2 separate regions of the Bos taurus genome follow, and region 2 is linked to region 1. Evidence: chromatin contacts called from public Hi-C data. All regions are on one chromosome and are shown on one strand. Each heading gives the region's core, a stretch centred on a gene start, on an enhancer-like site or on the middle of the called end of the contact. The rest is flanking DNA. Distances are from core to core; before and after follow the strand shown. Region 1 has its middle 28 kb from the start of DAGLA. Region 2 overlaps DAGLA (diacylglycerol lipase alpha).

Region 1 (5,700 bases), core at 3,192-5,691:
TTTCCTAGATGATGCCCTGATGAAAACTGAAGTCTGTCCCCTGAGGCTTGCAAGCCAGGGGGCGGGGGGCCTCCCATTGCTTGGCTGTCTCCTCCCCACTCATTCTTCCTGTGTAAAGAGGAGGAGGTGCCCTCCCATCATCAGAGGAAGACTTAAAGACAGGAGGAAGTGAAAAAGTGGGAGAAACAGTGGGAAGGACTGGGGAACACTGGGCACAGCCTGAAGGGGAAGGGAAGAGACCACGGTGAAGGACACTCCGGGGAGGCAGGCTGAGCAAGAGAGACACTGTTCTGGGGGTCCCGGGCTGCTCCTGGCGCCTGTGGCCTAAGGACCCTGGACCAGACATGATTACCTATCCTTCTTTTTCCTTCTTATCACAAAGTACATGTTCTCCATAGAAAACAGAAACAAACAAAAAAACAGAAATCATCCAAGATCCCTCCAGGACAATTATTAACTATTAAGATCTGTGTAGTCATTCTTGCCTGTTCAAATACAGGATCATTCTGTACCTGCCACATTTTTTTTTTTTTACTGAGCCAAAGAAGGTGAATATTTCTCATTAAACATTTTTCTAGCCCAATCTCCCCTCATTATTGTACAGCAGTCCACGTGCATGCACTATGTGAGTCTATTCAACCAGTTTCCTACTGGTGGCCATTAGGCTGTTTCCCCTTCTCGCTGTGAGAAAAGCCCCACAGCTGGACCCAAGGATGGGCTGCTCCAGGCCCCAGGTGGGATGGTGCTGGCTACTGGGGGCTCCTGACCCCCATCTAGCGTCCTTTCTCCCCCAGCAGAGGCAGAGCCTTGTGTGAAGTGTGGGGAGGTGGGTACAAGGGTCTTGCCCTTCTACACCACTCTCAGAGTGATTTCCAGTGACTCTCAAACTTGAATAGGCAGAGATGAGGTGGGTAAATGCAGGTTCCCAGGCCCCACCAGGCATTATGAAAGCTGGTGGTCCAAGGTAGGGCCCAGGAGCCTACAGCTGAGCCCATCAAGGCCATCAAGGTCAACCCCAGGCGATTCTGAGGCTGGGTGAGCTTCCTGGCATTGAGAGATGCCCTCCTGGAGAGGATGAGGCCCAGCCATGCTTCTCTTCCCCGAGTGAGCCGAGGAGGCACCTCAGAGCTGCTCGAACTGCAGAGTCCTGGGCCCCCCTCCGGAGATTCTGATTTAGTGGGGGGTGGGGAAGGGCGCCCTGAGATTCTGACCTTTCTAACCTGTTTTCAGGCGTTGCCACTGGTTCATGGGCCACACTCAGAAGCACTCAAATTAAACTGGTGTGGGCACTGTGAGCAAGTGTAGTGGGCAAGTGCAGGTGCTGGGCACCGTGCCTGGAAGGGCAGTCACAGCAGGCACTGAGCGAGCACTTCTGAGGGCCTGAACACTGCCCCAGCTGCTCAAGGTGTGGTCCGAGAGCCTCGTCCCAGGGGGCAGGTCTGGGCCCCACTCGGCCTCAGAGGGAATCTGCAGGATCTTAGTTCTCCAGCCGGGAATGGAACCCGTGACCCCTGCAGTGGAAGCGTGGGGTCCCAACCACCGGACCACCAGGGAAGTCCCTAAAGCGGCACTTTGCTGAGACCTGAACCCCGTCATCCCGTGTCATCCTTCTGATATTCCTCTGATGCAGGTCAATTCCTGATTTTACAGCCAAGATTCTGCAGCTGTGAGGTTACGTGACATTGTTAAGGTCTCCCAAGTGCCACCAGCAGGGGCTGCAACAGGAAGCCGGACAGTCCAGCCCCAGAGCCCGGGTTCCTCACTCCAACTCTCAACACCCCCTGCAGTTTTCTGTTCAAGCCCCACAATCATGGCAAGAGGTGAGACCTCAGAGACCAGGGGAGTCAACCCAACTGCTCAGAAGTGCTCCCCGGGAAATGCAGGCGGGGCTGGGGGGTGGGCTGTCTGCTGTGTCCACGCCCACATCCTTCCCTCTGGGCCCACTGTGTTGGTGGCCCCGGTCTGGGTGGGGGTTGCGCCTCCTGAAACCTACAGGCTCTGTGGACTCGGTCGGGGGTTGGGGGGGCAGGAAGCGGGAACTGGGGTGGAGCTACCAGGAGCTCAGTTTGGTCTGAGGACATTCTTTCTTCGCAGCCAGACTCAGCTCTGTGTGCCTTTTGAAAGGCAGCAGAGAATATCTGTGCTCAGCCCAATGAGGCTGGCCCCTTTCAACCTTCCCCTTGCTGCCATTTCCAATTACAACTTCAGAGGCGCCTGTAATTTATACATCTCAGGATGCACTGCTCCAGCCGCTTTATGATGGGAGTTCATTACACCATTAAGGTTAAACTTTTATAAAGTACTGAGCAGGTGGTGGGCTGGGCGCCCGGCTTAGTTACCACTGCCGGAAGCCTGCTGAATAGGGTTCACCTGGGGTGGAGGGGGGTATCAGGTTCTCTGAAGGGGCCAAGAAATGGAGAAGGCGGTCCCAGAGAATGGGGGCCCTCTGTTAGCCATTTATTACGCCGCACGGTGGAGCAGGCAGGCGACAAGGAGAACAATCTGCAGCAGCTCAGCAAGGCTGGCAGGGGGCGTGGGGGTGAGTGGAAGCCCCCCCAAGCGGCCTGCCAAGGCACAGGGTCTGAGCCACGGACGGGCCCACACGTGGGCAGTGACAAAGGAGATGGGAGGCTGGTCCTCTCAGCAATAGGGTGGCTCTGGGGGTCTTCCTTTTGTAGGAACCTGTCCTTCCTGGGGCTCAAGGGGTCCCCCAACCCGATACCAGGTCGGGGAGCAAGAATGAACACCTCCCGCCGCTCCCCCCCAACCCGAGAGCAGGGGCCAGATGAATGGGGGTCCCCCAGCTGGCCAGCTGCAAACACACGGCCTTGAGCAGGTTTCTTCAGTTCTCTAAGGAAGCTGAGATCCTCAACCCGCCCCTCAGCTGTCAAACGCACATGCCTCCCTCCCAGGGCATGGTCCCAGCACAGAACTGGGTGAGCGCCCACTGCACCAGAGCTGTGTCTGTTCTTCGCATTAAATGAGTTAAGGGCAGACAGAGCACTGAGGAAGGTGTACCCAGCAGGGAGAGGATTCTTGGCTCTTTGTTGCCGTTGTTACATTGTCTGTTTATGTATCCGGCCCTAACCTGGGAACTCTCTGAGGAAGCGGTGGTAACTTAGCTTACTCCCAGCTCCAGGCACGGAACTTTGGCCTGCAGTAGCTGCTTGACCAGGGTCCCTGAGAGCGGGTGGATGGGAGTTTTACAAGTGGCGGGGCTGTTCCTGGCTCTGCAGACTGGCCTGGGTCCCAGGGACGGTGTCGGGCGGAAGACCAAGTTCTCTCAAAGGTATGAGGCTGAAGCCACCTCTTGAGAAACATTCCTTGACTTCCTAGGAGGAAAGAGACTCCAGATGTGGCTGGATTTTCTGGCTCCAGGACCCCGGGCTTGACTCCCCTTCTCCTTCCACAAGTGCCCAGAACCCAGGAGGATGAAGCAGGGTCTGCTGGCTCAGGAAGCACTGCTGTGGCCGCGCAGGCTGGCCTCCTCCAGTCGCAGGAGAGGCTGCCCCAACCGACAGGCTCCCAGGGCTGGACAGGACCGGATGGGACTCTGGACTTGTCAAGGTCACCAGCGTTCTTGGCTGTGAGTCCAAGTCATGACCCCCATGCTTGGGGTGCACAGTCCCACCCACAGTCCATCTTCCCACAGTCGTGGGGAGGGGGAGGGGCGGGGGGACGGCCCCTTGGCACAAAGGGGTCAGAGACTCTCTAAGGAAAGACTGGCCTCTCCCAGAAACCTCAGGGGAGGAAAAGGTGGATGAAAAAAAAGAAAAAAGAAAAAAAGGCAGCCGGATGGAAGAGGCGCCAAAGGGAAGGAAACCAAACTAGGAGAGGAACCAAGAGGGATGGGCCACCTCGGAGAGTGCTGGGGTGGGAACAGGGTTGGATGCCAGAGGGCCGGCGGGTCACTGCCAGCCCTGAGAAGCGCCAGGGTTGCCTGGCTGCAAGATGCAGCCTCATGAAAGTTGCGGAGGGTCCCCTGGGGGGACAGATGAGTGGACGGCAGGTAACATTTACAGTGCTCCTGGCATTGAGCAGAATGTCCAAAGAGGTGGCATCTCATTTGATCCCAACAGCTGCCCGGTGTGCTGTGTTCCACTAGACACCCCCCCCCCACTTTAGAGACGAGGAAACTGAGGCTCTGAGAGTTGAGGGGCTTGCCCACATAGCAGTGGACTTGAATGGAGCTTTATGCTAAAGTCCATGTTCACAGGCCTATGTTACACTGACTTTAAAGAGAGAATGAATCGGAGCTGGGTGATTGGAAGAATAAGAGGGGCAGCGTGGTCTTGGGAGGCTTGGCCGGGCCGAGCGGGCTAGGTGGGCAGTGCCAACCAGGAGGCAGCATGTCCAATGAGACTACAGAGGCCAGGACGGTCCGCTGGGCCCAGGGCTGCCGGGAGGACCTGGGCCAGCCCGAAGCTGCAGCGGGGCAGCTGGCCCAGGGCAGTGTAGAGCTCCTCTGAAGTAGAGTCTGATGTAATCCCCGCCTGCAGAGGGCGGAAACTTGGGAAATGAAACCAGCCGTCACCTCGCTGCAACCCGGCCACAGATTTCCAACGGCCATGCCAGGCGGGCCTCACCCCTGCCACAGTCTAAGGCCTCTGCCCTCCTCCCTGGGGCCCAGGGGAGCACCGCCAACCTTGCCCCCAGACCCAGTCCAGCGCTGAGACATGCTCGGAGTAAAGCTGATGAGAAAGCAGAGGGTTTCTAGCCAACGCCCTGGGAAGCCTGCCATCGGGAAGCTGACGGTCTCACCGCCTTCTGGAGCAGACGTGGGGCTCACCTCTCCAGCGGGCTTTCCGCATACTTGGAGGGGTGAGGGGAGGTACTCCAGGGTGGCATGGTGAGCCATCCTCTGTCCGCACTGAACCTGCCTGAAGTGATCTGGTCAGGCTGCCCGGGCAAGTGGCAGACAAGATGTGTGGTGAGGTCCGAATTCCAGGCAGGCCCCGTGCACTTCCACATGACCGAAGGCCCCAGGGCAGGTGGGGTGGCCTCCAAAGGACCCAGGCACGCTGGTCAGCCATTTGGGACACCAGACTGGGGCCTGGCCCCCTTGAGGACCTCCTGACCAGCTCTTGGCCCAGGAGGGTCCTCAAGCAAGGCCTTCCAGCTGGTAAACCACAGAATTCACTAGTCTGTGCGGGCAGCTCACAGCGTGGGTGTAGATCCCTGGCCCGGATGCATGCCCAGTCATAAGCATTCCTGGCCTTCATGCCAGGTCCTGAAGCTTTGAATCTCACACACAAGCAATTCTAACCCCTGACCAGCAGAGTGTCTTTCCCACCCAGCATTGCCTCTGAGCATGGGCACAGCCAGAGAAGGAGACAGAGTAAATATCATTGTTGCTGTTATACAAATGGGGCAACTGAGGCTTGGAAAGGCTGAATGACTCATCTGAAGTTGCCCAGCAGAGCCAGAGGCAGGATCCAAGCCTGGCACCCACGACCTGCTTTGCTGTCTCCCTAAAATCACCCATCTTGGGACCCTTGGAATGGGTGCTCCTGGTCCCATCCAACACAGGCCAACATATCAAACCAGACATGCAAAAGGTTTGAGGCCGCTGGATAAATACACAGATATCAGATAAACAGGCCAGGGGAGATGGAGAGAGGAGATAATTACGGGAGCATGAGGCCAGCACCCTGTATCTCAAGGCTGCTGGAGTACAGGAGGCTCTGCCCTCTGTCAGCC
Region 2 (5,571 bases), core at 373-2,872, 34 kb before region 1:
TCATCTCTAAGTTCCAAGGGGGTCAATAAAAGGTCTTCCCATTTTTCTGTCCCCTGACAAAGGAAGGGAAGGGCTGTTTCACATGCAGGAGGGAGTCGGGTGGTGAATGACAACAGGTCCTCTGAGGAGCAGGCTGTCACCTCCTGTCCTGCTCAAAGCCCGGCCCCGCCCCACCCGGCAGAGCCAAGGACCCGAGCCCCAGGGCGGCGACTTCCCAGTACTTACTGACTGGGAGTCCTTCGTCCGAGTGCAGCAGAGGAACACTTTGAGCCGGCGTGACCAGCTGGTGGCCTGACCCTCTTCTAAGCGGTGCCTGCAGTGGGGGAGAGTTGGTATGTGTGAGGTCAGAGGGCTGGACCAGAAGAGCTGGGCCCAGACATTACAGAAACAGGGCAGCCTGTTCTCAGGGCCCTGGCAAAGGGCTCCCTGGCAGGAGGGTCTGGGGGGACAACAGGCCTGGGCCGGATCAAAGCCACGGGGCCAGCGAGCTGTCAGCCTGCAGGGCTCTCCCTGAGGGGCTCCTGCTGGCCGAGGCCGGGGCCTGTGCTTCCAGCTTCTGACACGAGGACACCAGCACACCCGGGGGCTTCGGAGCTGGGAGCCCGAACTGGGGGCTGCCCTGAAGCCCACGCCAAAGGCTCCAACCAAGGGCCCTGGGAGCTGGCGGCAGAGTGCTGGGCCTCCCTGCCGATTTATTCCACATTGGGAGCAGACCTGCTGGCCAGACCTGTTCCCCTCTCAGAAAGAATTTCTCTCATCTCTGTACTTGGGGAAGCTTAAGGGGCTGAATGAGGTTCAGCATGCTGCAGCGCCTTAGATCCGTTATATTACAGGGGAGAGGGCCCTGCCCTTCATCTGCATGGCTGGCTCCTCTCCATTCCCCCACCTCCACCCCCAGCCCCAGTGGGTATGGCTGCTCTGATGGGGAGGCAGGACACCCAGGAGTCTGCACTCAAAGCAAGAGTGATTGATTGGCCAGTTATCCACAGAGACCCTTCCAACGCTGAGTGTCCAGAGGTCAGTGTGTGTTTTGAGCATAAAGATCACAGATCCAACATTAAAAATGTACATTTCCAGACTGAGCAAGAGGGGCTGGCTGGCTTTCGTGACATGCGCCCTCCCCGCCAGCCCTTTCAGAGCCTGGTGCTGGGTGGTCAGGAGGGGCAGGCTCTGAATGACCCTGGATGCCTGCAAGGCACTTAGCATCCATCAGCAGTGACAGGCCAGGCGGTCGCTGCCTCCGCCTCCTCTCTGCAGCTAACAGCCACTTCCTGCTCCCAATCCTGGTGCCACAGCGCTATGGGCCGCAAGGACAGGGGAAGCCACAGGGCCATCAGGGCGACAGGAGTAGGTTAGGAAACAGGGCAAGGGGCTTGCTGTTTCTGGAACCTGCCAGCCCTAAGGGACTTGGGCAGCCTCATATCCTAAGCCAACGTCCCCCTCTACTGGGGGCTGGATGAAGGGACAGCATGTCGGCTAAGCTGAGTACCCAGAGCATCGCGTTCTTTAACTCTTTCTAACCAAACTGGCTGTCAAACATTCAAAGACAATTTCCTCCCTTCCCTCTGGCAGATGAAGTCCTGTATACTCTACTGCAGTACACTTTATGCCCACCAGGGGGCAGATGGAGCCAATGACATGTTTGGCCTAATACATCTGTTGGGCTACAGAGACCAAGATACCGGGGAGGGACATTCTGTCTGGACCGAAAGTTCATGGACCTGGCACACCTCTGCCCTGGGGCTCACTAAAGCGAAAGGAGGGCAGACACTCCAGCAGAGATCCAAGGTCAGGCTCCCAAGGAGCAGTGGTGAGAAGAACCCATCCCAAACCCTTCCAGATTTCGCCGGAAGGAGAAAGGGCCCAGGACTTGAGCAGCTCCCTAACTCCCAGAAACTAAAATAACCCAACGGTGTGGATCAGCGCGGCTTGTGCACAAAGCCAAACCTGGAAGCAGATGAAGGGTCAGCAGGCTTGAAAAACGTCCTTGTTAAGAAAAACTTTCTGTTGGTCTAAGAGCAGAGTGAGGGGGCCAGGGGGAAGAGCCGGAGAGGTGGTCACAGTAACCCAGTCATGGACTGGGCTGCCCTCTCCAGCCCATCCAAGAGCTGGAGAATCCGCAACAGGTGGGGGTCTAGGAACTTGAGGCCTTTTACAACCCGCACAGGGCCCAGAACCGCTAGAAGACTTACTAATTCAGATGACAGCCACCACCAACCACCTCCACCTTAAAGGCATTGGCTGCCCTGGGCCCCAAAGGCAATTATCCAGAGTAGGGGAGGGGAATTTCCTCGCCGCCCCCCCTCCCCGCCAGGGCCCCAGGAGCCCAGAAACCAGGTCAGGTGGGGGCACGTGCTCGGAATGAGCAAAATGGGACAGGTGGTGGTGGCCAGCTGCGCCACCGGGAGGAACAACGGGCTCTGGGGCCTTAGCTCCCAAACCTGGCATTTGGGGCTGGGAGGTGGCCAGTCCAGGCGTGGGTGTGGCTCTGGTTGCAGGGCCCAGCTGACGTGGAGGGCCCAGGGGGGCTGGACGGAGGGGCGTGGGAGGGTGGGGTGGGGGCCCAGGCAGCCCGCTCCCCTGGGTGAGGGCTCCCACCCCTGCTGCCCTGGGCTGGGGGTGGAGTGGCAGCTTCACTCCCCCACCAACCTGACTCGGGGCACGTGGCCTGCCCTCCCTGGGACTCGGACCGCTCATCTGTAGAATGGGTCTCACAGCCACACCAGAGTTGGCCAAAGGATGAAAAGGACTGCTGGTGGAAGTGCAGGGCCTAACCCCGGACAGAAGCTCAATGAGCGGGAGCCACTGGGGCCTACCCTGAGAGCCCTTCTGCTCTTTTTCTTTCAATAAACAGGAACTCTGTGACCGTCCTGGATGCCCTGCCTCATTTTCTCTGCCTCCCTCCTTCTCCAAAACACTGTGAAAAACACTCCCCCCGGCAAGAAGCCTGCCTTGGTTAACCTCCTGCAGCCCCCTTAATCCTAGAGGCAGCCTCGCCTAGTGGTTAAGAGCCAGGGCTCTAAGGCCAGACTGACTGAGCTTGACCCAGCTCCACTGTTGGCCAGCTGCGCTACCTCAGGCAAGTCACATAACCTCTCTGTGCCCCCGTTTCCTCCTCTGTATTATGGGGATGACACCAACAGCGACCTCAGGGAGTTACTGTAAGTTAATACGTGCACTTCTGGGCTCACTTGTCTGAGCGCTTCCTATTACTACTCCCATGTTTTAGTCCTGAAGATGATCTGAGCACGAAGCTCCCGTGAGCGCCAGTGTTCACCACTCTGATAAACACCCCGGCAGCTGCACGAGGCAGGAATGATCGCGTTCCCACTTTACAGACCAGGAAGCCTTGGGCCAGCACCTGGGGCTCACACAGGTGGAGATGCAGTGAGGGAGGCCCGGGGCCGGCCTCTGCCTGCCCGGGGTCAGCGAGTCCCACCCCCGCCTGGCCACTGACCGCAGGTTGTAGGTCCGCAGGTTGCGCTGCCGCCTCTTGGTGGCCCTCAGCTTGACGAAGGTGCGGCCCGTGGGGTCGAAGACGCAGAGGACCGTGATGCACACACTCAGGATGACCACCCAGTTGCAGACGACCATCCCTGCGGAGGAGCGGTGGGAAGCCAAGGGGCATGGCACTGGGGACACCTCTCTGACCCTGAAGAAAGGGGCGCTGGGGCCTCCCTACCTCAAAATGCTTCTGGGGCCCTACAGTCAGACTCCAAAGGCCCCAGCCCCAGCCTCCGGCTACCTGGCCGTCCCTTGGCTGAGCTGTGACCACCCCCCCACCCCCCCGCCAGGCCCATCCTTGGCACAGAGCAGACGGCTATGTGGGTTTCCAGAGCCCTGGTCAGCTCTGTGCCTGCTGCTGTGTGCCCCCAGACCAGGGCCCCCCAAGGCGGGGACAGTGGACCTCAGGATGAAGGCTACAGCCTCGCCCAGCCAATCCATCAGCCAAGCTCACAGAAACTGTTTCCTCCTCAAGGTATCTAGCTTACTACCCTTTAACCTGGCCCCCCGACCCCTGATCTCAGGGTTAGAGTTAGGGCTGGCCGTGTCCCTTCCACCTCAGGGTTGCATGAGTGCTCAGTCACTCAGTCACATTTGACTCTTTGAGACCCCATGGACTATAGCCAGGATCCTCTGTCCATGGGATTTCCCAGGCAAAAATAATGGAGTGGGCTGCCATTTCCTTCTCCAAGAGATCCTCCTGACCCAGGGATTGAACCCTTGTCTTCTGCAGTGGCAGGTGGATTCTTTTACCACTGAGCCATCGGGGAAGCCCCCAACCCAGGGTTAAGGATGCAGTGTCCCCTCCACCCCGGGACTGCCCTCTCTAACCTGGCCTGGCCCTGCCACCCCAGGCCTGACCAACATACCGAGCGTGACGTTCTTGGCAGTGAGGTCGTTGCAGGAGGTGTAGTACTGGGTGAGCCAAACGATGCCCACGATGGCATAGATGAACTCGATTACCAGGATGGCTGCAAGCAGAGCAGGGTCCCGGCTGAAGGACGGGGAGGCCCTGGAACCTGGGCCCGGCTCCTCAGCAGCAAACCACCCACCACCCCCCGTCTCAGGCCTTGAGATGCAGAAGCCCAGGGAGTGTGGCCATCCCATCCCCTGCTCTGGTTTGCGTGCCCTCAGGCCCTGACACCTCTTTGAGAAGGTGACTGCAAAGGCAGATGATGAAGAGGCATTTCCCTGCTCTTTCAGGAATTAGAATTGTATCTGTGAACTTTGGAATCAGACATGGGGCTTCCCTGGTGGCTCAATGGTAAAGAATCCACCTGCAATGCAGGAGACCTAGGTTTGATCCCTGGGTTGGGAAGATCCCCTGAAGGAGGAAATGGCAACCCACTCCAGTATTCTTGCCTGGAGAATCCCATGGACAGAGGAGCCTGACAGACTACATTCCATGGGGTTGCAAAGAGTTGGACACGACTAAGCGACTAATACTGTATCTTAGGCAAGTTACCTAATCTCTGAGCCCCCATTTCCTCCACTGTAAAATGAGAGTGATGAGGTCCATGGTTCAGGGCTGTGAGAACTGGGGGACAGGGTGTTCATTTCATGGAAATAGCTATTCCCGGGGAGGCAGCCTCTAGCACTTGAGGCAAAAAGAGGAAAGGGGTGAACCAGCTGCCCAAGGCACCCTGTCCAGGGCTGAGCCCAGGGCTGACATGGGGTTGGGTGTGGGGAGCAGGGAAGAGAACAGACGCCACCCCCCCACCCCGGGGACAGCACTGGAAGCCCCAGCTTCACAGGCAGCCCCATGTGGCAGCCAAGAGTCCAGGCTTTGGAGTCTGACAATCTGGGTTCAAATCTCTGACACCTGCATACTTGTTAGCTGTGTGACCTTAAGGGAGCTAATTAACCTCCCTGGGTCCCAGATTCTTCACCTGCAAAATGAGACCAACAAAGGGCTCCTCCCTGAGTTAACACAGGAAGAGGGCTAAGCTGAGGCCACAGGAGCACAAGAGTGTCCAGCAGGAGTGACCGGGGGAGGCAGCTGAACATGAGTCCAGGAGGAGGAGACAGGTGGGTCCTTAGGGAGCTGGTCTAGGCTCCTGAGGGACC

What was found. A called contact is a pair of places that touch in the nucleus more often than the background predicts.
Region 2: a contact with region 1 is called in a Hi-C map of skeletal muscle, with 2.8 times the contacts expected there. The contact joins two enhancer-like sites. A contact is called at or near these places in 4 of 11 Hi-C or Micro-C datasets (blastocyst, liver, skeletal muscle and 1 more).

The regions. Positions count from the first base shown.
Region 1 is chr29:40,131,977-40,137,676 of ARS-UCD2.0, reverse strand. It overlaps a transcript of DAGLA not described here. Among named protein-coding and RNA genes, the nearest start is that of DAGLA, 28 kb to the left of the region's middle. Within about 2 kb of position 4,441, at least 32 of the 102 cell types and tissues checked have an H3K27ac peak or open chromatin away from gene starts, as enhancers often do. A contact at or near this core is called in skeletal muscle, where this site is marked.
Region 2 is chr29:40,163,467-40,169,037 of ARS-UCD2.0, reverse strand. It overlaps DAGLA (diacylglycerol lipase alpha), which reads right to left. Exons shown (of 19, transcript NM_001192583.3): 3 at 4,374-4,475; 4 at 3,458-3,596; 5 at 226-313. Among named protein-coding and RNA genes, the nearest start is that of DAGLA, 3.9 kb to the right of the region's middle. Within about 2 kb of position 1,622, at least 5 of the 102 cell types and tissues checked have an H3K27ac peak or open chromatin away from gene starts, as enhancers often do. A contact at or near this core is called in skeletal muscle, where this site is marked.